Regions from separate parts of the Hordeum vulgare genome. Here region 1 is linked to region 2. The links are chromatin contacts, called in public Hi-C maps. All regions are on one chromosome and are shown on one strand. Each heading gives the region's core, a stretch centred on a gene start, on an enhancer-like site or on the middle of the called end of the contact. The rest is flanking DNA. Distances are from core to core; before and after follow the strand shown. Region 1 has its middle 24 kb from the start of LOC123450338. Region 2 holds the start of LOC123448064 (CBL-interacting protein kinase 15-like).

Evidence for each region. Hi-C and Micro-C count contacts between places; a contact is called where the count stands out from the background.
Region 1: a Hi-C map of leaf shows a contact between it and region 2, with 6 times the contacts expected there. The contact joins the enhancer-like site here to the promoter of LOC123448064 in region 2. A contact is called at or near these places in 2 of 6 Hi-C or Micro-C datasets (leaf and seedling).

The regions. Positions count from the first base shown.
Region 1 is chr4H:113,704,361-113,707,899 of MorexV3_pseudomolecules_assembly, forward strand. No RefSeq gene overlaps it. Among protein-coding and RNA genes, the nearest start is that of LOC123450338, 24 kb to the left of the region's middle. Within about 2 kb of position 1,996, at least 2 of the 3 cell types and tissues checked have open chromatin away from gene starts, as enhancers often do. A contact at or near this core is called in leaf, where this site is marked.
Region 2 is chr4H:113,543,454-113,547,019 of MorexV3_pseudomolecules_assembly, forward strand. LOC123448064 (CBL-interacting protein kinase 15-like) reads right to left here and starts at 2,095. Exons shown (of 2, transcript XM_045124833.1): 1 at 1,966-2,095; 2 at 1-1,122. The coding sequence starts at 809.

The sequences.
Region 1 (3,539 bases), core at 746-3,245, 160 kb after region 2:
TAATGCATAGTATCATAAACTAGTATCAAATATGACCTCATTTATTGACATGCATGACACATACTACCTTCGAGATAGTTTAGAAGGCACGGTTAAATTTACGTGTATTTTCACAATAAACAAGGTTTAAGGCACATTGCATTTACTTCTAGCAGCTAATTATTACTTCGTTGTACTATTTCTATATGCATGTGTACTGTGAATGCTATTTTTCAGCCCATTTCACAGCCAATCTATAACCACCTAGGTTCCAGAGAATTTTCAAGCACGCCTTCTAAACCATGATGAAGAGAGTAGTAACATAGCATTTAACATGTTACGGTAACTATCTATGTTATTCTAACCCTCTCTCACATCTTTAATTGTCTGTCACATCAGCATGTTTGCTAGTTTCAAGTATATGATACTACATATATTACTCCCGTTATGGCCAGCCTAAGACTATCCATAATGGGAGTAACATAGGTAGTAACATAGATGTCAGCTAAGCAAAAATATGATGTGGCAACTAATTAATGAAAAAAGAGAAATTGAGTAACTTAGGCTGGCCATAGTGGGAGTAACTTAGATAGTATCATGTACTTGGGACTAGCAAACATGCTGATGTGGTAGACAATTAAAGAATAATGAGAGGATTAGAGTAACATAGGTAGATACCGTAACATGTTAAATGATATGCTACTATGTGTCATGCATGTCAATAAATAAAAACTTATATGATGCTAGTTTATGATACTATGCACTATGCAGATAGTATCATACAATAGTATCATATGCATGATACTACTATATGATACTCCCCACTATGACGAGCCTTAGCATGTTACTCATAGTAGGAGTAATATAGCGGATACCGAGGCAAATTGAGTCTATAGGCTCATAAATGGAAGGCTCAATGTTACTACCTCTATGTTACTATCCACTATGAAGGTAGTAACTTAGACTAACATATGTATGTTATTACTCTATGTTACTTCTTATTGTAAGTAGTCTAAGGAAAGGTGAATCTACAAACTCATTGATGAAGTCTAAAAAAAAGTTGGCCGTATCCGCCGAGGGTTGGAGGAGGAAACAAGAGTAAGCAGAAAGAATACAGTCTTGTTGAGAGTAAGTACAATAAGGTATAGTCAGCAGGCTGTAAGGATTAAAATACTATATTTTTACTGAGTTGGATTAGAGAGAAAGAGGAGAGAGAAGAGAAGCGGGCTCTTCGTGAAGAGCTAGCTCTAGCACGTGCTCTTAGGTGCTTTGTGAGAATGAAAGGTGTACCATATATGATAAAAATAGTACTCTTTTATAGTTAACTATTGTATAACTTAGCTATAAAATAGGCTATAAGATGACTTATAGCCAGCAATTGGCTCGAATATTGCTTTTGGCTCCCGAGCTCACTGGAGGCCTTTAAATTCAAACTTCAAATTCAGTGAAAATTTGTATTTTAATGTTTCAAAAAATTCTGAAAAAAATACGTAGATAAATGAAGGTATAATACACAAGTGTGTAAATTTTCAAAAAAAAAATACGTTGAAATGAGGGCTGTGCAAAAAAGACAAATCTGAGGTTGTTTAACACATGTTACTATTCATCATTTCAGACCATGAATTTGTCTTTTTTATACAGATCACGTTTTAAAGTATTTCGACCTGAAATTTTATACACATGTCGGTTACATCCTTACATACATGCATTTTTTTTAGAATTATTTGAACCATAAAAATTAGAATTTGAATTTTTAAAAATAAAGGCCTTCATGAAGCTCGGCCTTCAAAACGCCATTCTCGCAATTGACTATACTATTAACCATGCTCTGAAGGAAGAAATCTATCTGTCCTCCAGAAAGTACAAACTTGGCAGATTTTCATAGCAGCCGCAAGCTAGCAATCAGTACCGCCACTAGCACCCAATGCATGAGAGGAGATGAGTAGGGGTGGTGGTTGAGCGAGCGCAGGAAATTGATTGAGCATCTGGACGCGGTGGGTCGCCGCGTCGCAATAATACCACGACGAACGTACTCTATGTCCATGTCTTCAGATGTACTCCTACGTGTTGATCCACGATGGGTCAGTGCCACGCCCATCCGCATCTCACACCACCTATCGAGCCCGAGCCACCGCATACTCTGATTTCTCTTTGCCCGGCAAAATTGATGTTTTCTTCTGGGCTTGCTGGGTAGATCACCATCTCTGGCTCAGGGATGACTCGGATGCTCATCGCCACATGGATGATGGCAAATCCGAGATATTCCAAAAAAATCGACAACTTGCCGAATGCGGTGGATTGGATAGACAAGTAAAACAGACGCCAACACAAGGACAGCCACATTCAGTAACATCTAGTGGGGCCGAGATACCATGAACAAAAATTAGCCACATGATTTTCTTTAAAGAAACAAATATGGCAGACGCTCACAAGCCTGCAAAAGATAAAAGAGCAATAAAAATAGCCACTTTCAACCGGAAATTAAACTAGAGACTTTTTTTTAAACGGAGGCAAAGATTGCCTCATCTATTAAATAAGCGGAAGAGAATTGACCAGTTAATCACGGAAAACCGGGCAAAAACCGATACAACAAGGACCAAGCCCATTCCCCTAGACTCACACGCTCAGGGCAAAGCCCACCCTTATCGACGACATGTTGACCTACGGCCAGACAACGCAGCTCCGACTCTGACGGAGAACTCTGTAGGACAAAACCAGGGGCTGACACCACAAAGATGCCGAACGGGCTATCTGCAGCCAGTCATCGTATACCGCAGGGCCCCGCCGCCGCAGCTTCGACTCCATAGCAACAAGAAAACCGAGGCAAAACCGTGAACACGTCGAAGAAGAGCCGACTACCGCAACCATTGCCGCGTCGCCGACATCGCTCCCACCATCATCGTTGCCACAAAAGTCTCGACGTCACACCCGCCACCAACCGCCGTCCATCGGTCCCGCTCACCGACGCCAAGCTCCCAAAACGAAGCCCTCAAGCGGGAATACGACATCAAGGCGTTGTCATCGTCCGATCATAGATCAAGGTTTCCCCCGGAGAGACCGAAATGGCCAGATCCGCGCAGGAGGGGTGGGAGAACACGCAACGATGCCTCCAAAAGGTCAATGACGGCCATAGCCTCCGCCATCACTAGTCACGACACGAGGCCAAGACATGGTTTTCATCAAGCTTCACACCACCTAAGTCGCACATCATCCTGCAATGATGTCGGCAAGCCCACCAGACTTGACCACCATCGAAGGCCCCTCCACCATGAGCTCCGCCGCCTGCGGATCTCGCCCCACAAAGCACGCTGGCGTCAACCGGCACCGCACCGCGCGCCCCGGCCACCGCAGCCGCTCCAGGCACCACCACACCTGGCCAGGATCTGCATCTGCCGAGGCCCCGCGTCGCGAGCTCCTGCTCTCTCCTCAGGATCCACACCCTGCGACCGTGCACCGCCTCGACACTGCAGGACTCCCGCTGCGAGCCAGATTTGCGCTCGCCCCTTGCACACACGCACCGTCGCCACGACCTCCTAGCACGCCCGCGTCGACGCTGCTGC
Region 2 (3,566 bases), core at 845-3,344:
CCTTTCCGGAACCAGGTAGACTCTTTTATCTTCTGGATAGATGCCCTGGTGCTTGGATTGGGGTCGAGGATCTTGCACAAAAGCTTCTGGAGTTTGTGTGAGAACCAGCTGGGGCACCTGAAATCTCCTTGCTCAATCTTCCGGTACATCTCCATCAAGTTGGAACCATGGAAAGGGAGATAACCAGCAATGAGAACAAAAAGGATAACACCACAAGACCAGATATCGGATTTCGCACCATCATAACCTGTCTTGCTGATGACCTCCGGAGCTACATATGCGGGTGTTCCGCAGGTGGTGTGGAGCAGGCCATCTTGCCTCTTTGACTCTGAAAGTGCGCTCAATCCAAAATCTGAGACCTTAAGGTTCTCATTCTCATCCAGGAGCAGGTTTTCCAGCTTGAGATCCCGGTGATACACACCTTGGCTGTGGCAGTAATCCACTGCACTGATGAGCTGCTGGAAATACTTGTGTGCAGCACCCTCTGTGAGCTTGCCACTCTTTGCAACCTTGTCAAAGAGCTCGCCACCTTTCACATACTCCATCACAAAGAATATTTTGTTTCGTGTCGCCATGACCTCATGAAGCTGAACAATGTTCTTGTGTGCCACCAACCGCATGGTTGTGACCTCACGCCTGATTTGCTCCGAGAGCCCAACCTTGAGCACCTTCTCCTTGTCCAACATCTTTATGGCGACGCTTTGGTTGGACTCAAGGCTCCTCGCAAAGTGCACCTTGCCAAATGTTCCCTTCCCCAACAATCTTCCCAGCTCGTAGCGCTCCATTAGAATCTTCCCTCTGTTCGCCATGACTTCTAGCTGTATAACACCACAAGCCTATATTGCGGCTATATAATTCAAATCGACTGGAGCACTTCAACCATCCTCTCCAAGGTAGTCCTGATCCACCACAGTGAACAACACTCTCATGTCTTTGTCTCGACGAAGTCTAGATGGTGTAGAGATGATGCAGACAAGATGGTTGCTTGCATAAAGAGTCGAACAACTCAGCTCTTGTGGAGCAGAGGCAATCTCCTTTATCGCGCAGGTGAAATGTCTTCTAAGCAAGCACATCTTTCAGCATTCCCCGAGGCTTTAAGTGCTTGTTTTATATTGGAGTTTTCTGCAAACAAGAAAAGAAATCTTCAGATACCGCAATGGAAAAATAAAAATACCCTTGTATGGATTACTCAAGAAATAACAGAACATTTATTGGTTGGTTTTACAACCAGAGAATAAGAAGAATGGTGAAACAAATTTGATTCTGGCATAATCTTTAGAGTAAACAATCTGACAGCATCAGGGACATGGCGGTTGGTGATTTATATGTATCTGTATAATTCTTAGTATTATTTTACTTTAAGATCAAGGCTGCACACTTGTGTAAACAAAGGTATGCAGAAAAGTCAGAGTTCAGAAGCAACTCGCTGGTTTGCTAGATCTTTACCGCTTTGGGAAAAAAAATCGTGCGTATTTCTAACAAACTATAAACATTGTAGGAACATAACACGGTGTCACGGTCAACAAATTCATGAAGAAAAAGGCCAAATATGTTTAACTTTGCAGAGAATTGCGCCATTCCTCCATCCAATCCTAAAACTAAGAGCACAACAACTTGCAGACTCCCAGATCCATCCAACCACATGAATGCACCGCCGTACTCGGCCGAAAGCAGCCTCGCCGACAATTAAAAGGCCGTAAATTTGGCTCCTGTAATTGACCTCGGTCACTCAGGCCTCAGGCCTGTTTTGAAATGCGTAAGGCAGAATTTTCTCTGCCTTCTCCTTTCAAAAAAATTTGTTGGCTCATATGTACCCAAACTCTATAGACCGGAAAGAATTACTCCTCCAATGATTCACCCTTGGCAAAACTGAAGAAGACGCACAAACTAGCCAACAAGGATGCCTACATCGACGGCCAAACGGAATCAAAGAACATCAAAGAAACGGGAGGGGATTTTGCGTACCTTCCGGCGGCGCCAAGAGGGGAGGAGGCTCTGGATCCAAGCCGGGACCTCCAGGCAGTTCTCTCTCTGTCTCTGTGAGTTGTTGGAGTTTGGTTTCGGTGTGTGTGCTTGTGGAGGAGGAGGCCGCTCTTCTTATATAATGCAGAGCAGAGCAGGGCAGGGCAGGAGCCGCGGGAGGGAAGGGGAAGGGCGGAGAAGAAACTAGTTTGTGGTGGATTTGACCAAGATGCCCCTGATGCGTTTCCTGGGCACCGCATCGCAGAGGGGCATATTCCTGGTAGGGTGGCACAAATCGTATCATTGTGTCTTCATGATTAGGGGGGAAGAATTATGCTCGTACGACCCGTGATGTCATACTCCCTCCGTCCCAAAATAAGTGTCTCAACTTTGTACTATCTCTAGTACAAAGTTGTACTAAGCTTAAGACAGTTATTTTGGGACGGAGGAAGTATTAAGTAGCGGATATTTATGAAACATCCTTGTAGAAATTGAAAAGTACATTCAAATCTTTGGTGGTATTGAAGTCTTCTTTCTCTTGCTTCCATTGACGGCGCGCGCTCGTTACCCATTGCCATTTCTGTACCTGTGTGAAGAAAACTTTTTTAAACCTAGGGGCTTGTGGAAGCAATGGTCTCGTTGATGTAGACTTGAAGATGTCGATGACCGTAATCAGTATAGCAAATTGTTGCCCCAGAGAAGAAAACGTCATAGAGGGCTTATATAACGCTCCAGGTCCGGTTAGACAGAGTCGGGAGACACAACTCTCACACGCTCTCTGACAAGGATGAAGTTGGCTAACCTTCATCGATCAGAACTGAAGCCGACGGACAAAGATGGAATCAAAGGGGACAACCTAATTTATATGTTGGGCGTGCTCAAGCTTTCCCTATTAAAAACTGAAAGTTTGGTCTATGTTTTGCTTTCTTATACGTTGGCCAACGTCAGTCGGACGTCCTTCTCTCTCTAGATCCTCATGTTCCACCAACTAGGTCGGTGGTTATCCTCGCTTTTGTATGTTGCTCATGCGGTGTGTGTGTGGGGGGGGGAGGGGGGTTGCACGTTTGTCGCTTATATGGGGTTGGTTTTCAATTTCATGTGGCAACCACATATGAGCGGTAACGTCAACGACATCGAGGAGGCAGTGAATGAGCATCGTCGTCGGGAATGTGCTCTGGCGCGATGACATGTTTGGCTGTTGGCTTGTTACCACGCCTCATCTTGTGTGTAGGTTCTTACGCAATCACATGTGAGGTCATTGGTTTCCGCCTATGATGCTAGTTGACCATATGCATAGATCGAGCACGAGCCCTGGCCTAAAAGGATTGAGATGGACCTAGAGGCAGTGAATAGGTCAACTACAAATTTTACTTCAATTGTTAGCAAGTTAGGTTTTGCAAAATATGAAATGTGAACCTAACACTGCTAAGGTGAGATAACCAACTTGTATACATATATATATGTGTGTGTGTGTGTGTGTGTGTGTGTGTGAAGTTTGCAGGGGACCAATGTAATAACACAAGTAAACATGCCAGTGTTATGGTTAACCAAAGACCATAGAGATGAAGATGTATCCTATTGTTCCTTCCCTTCGAGGGGTGTTA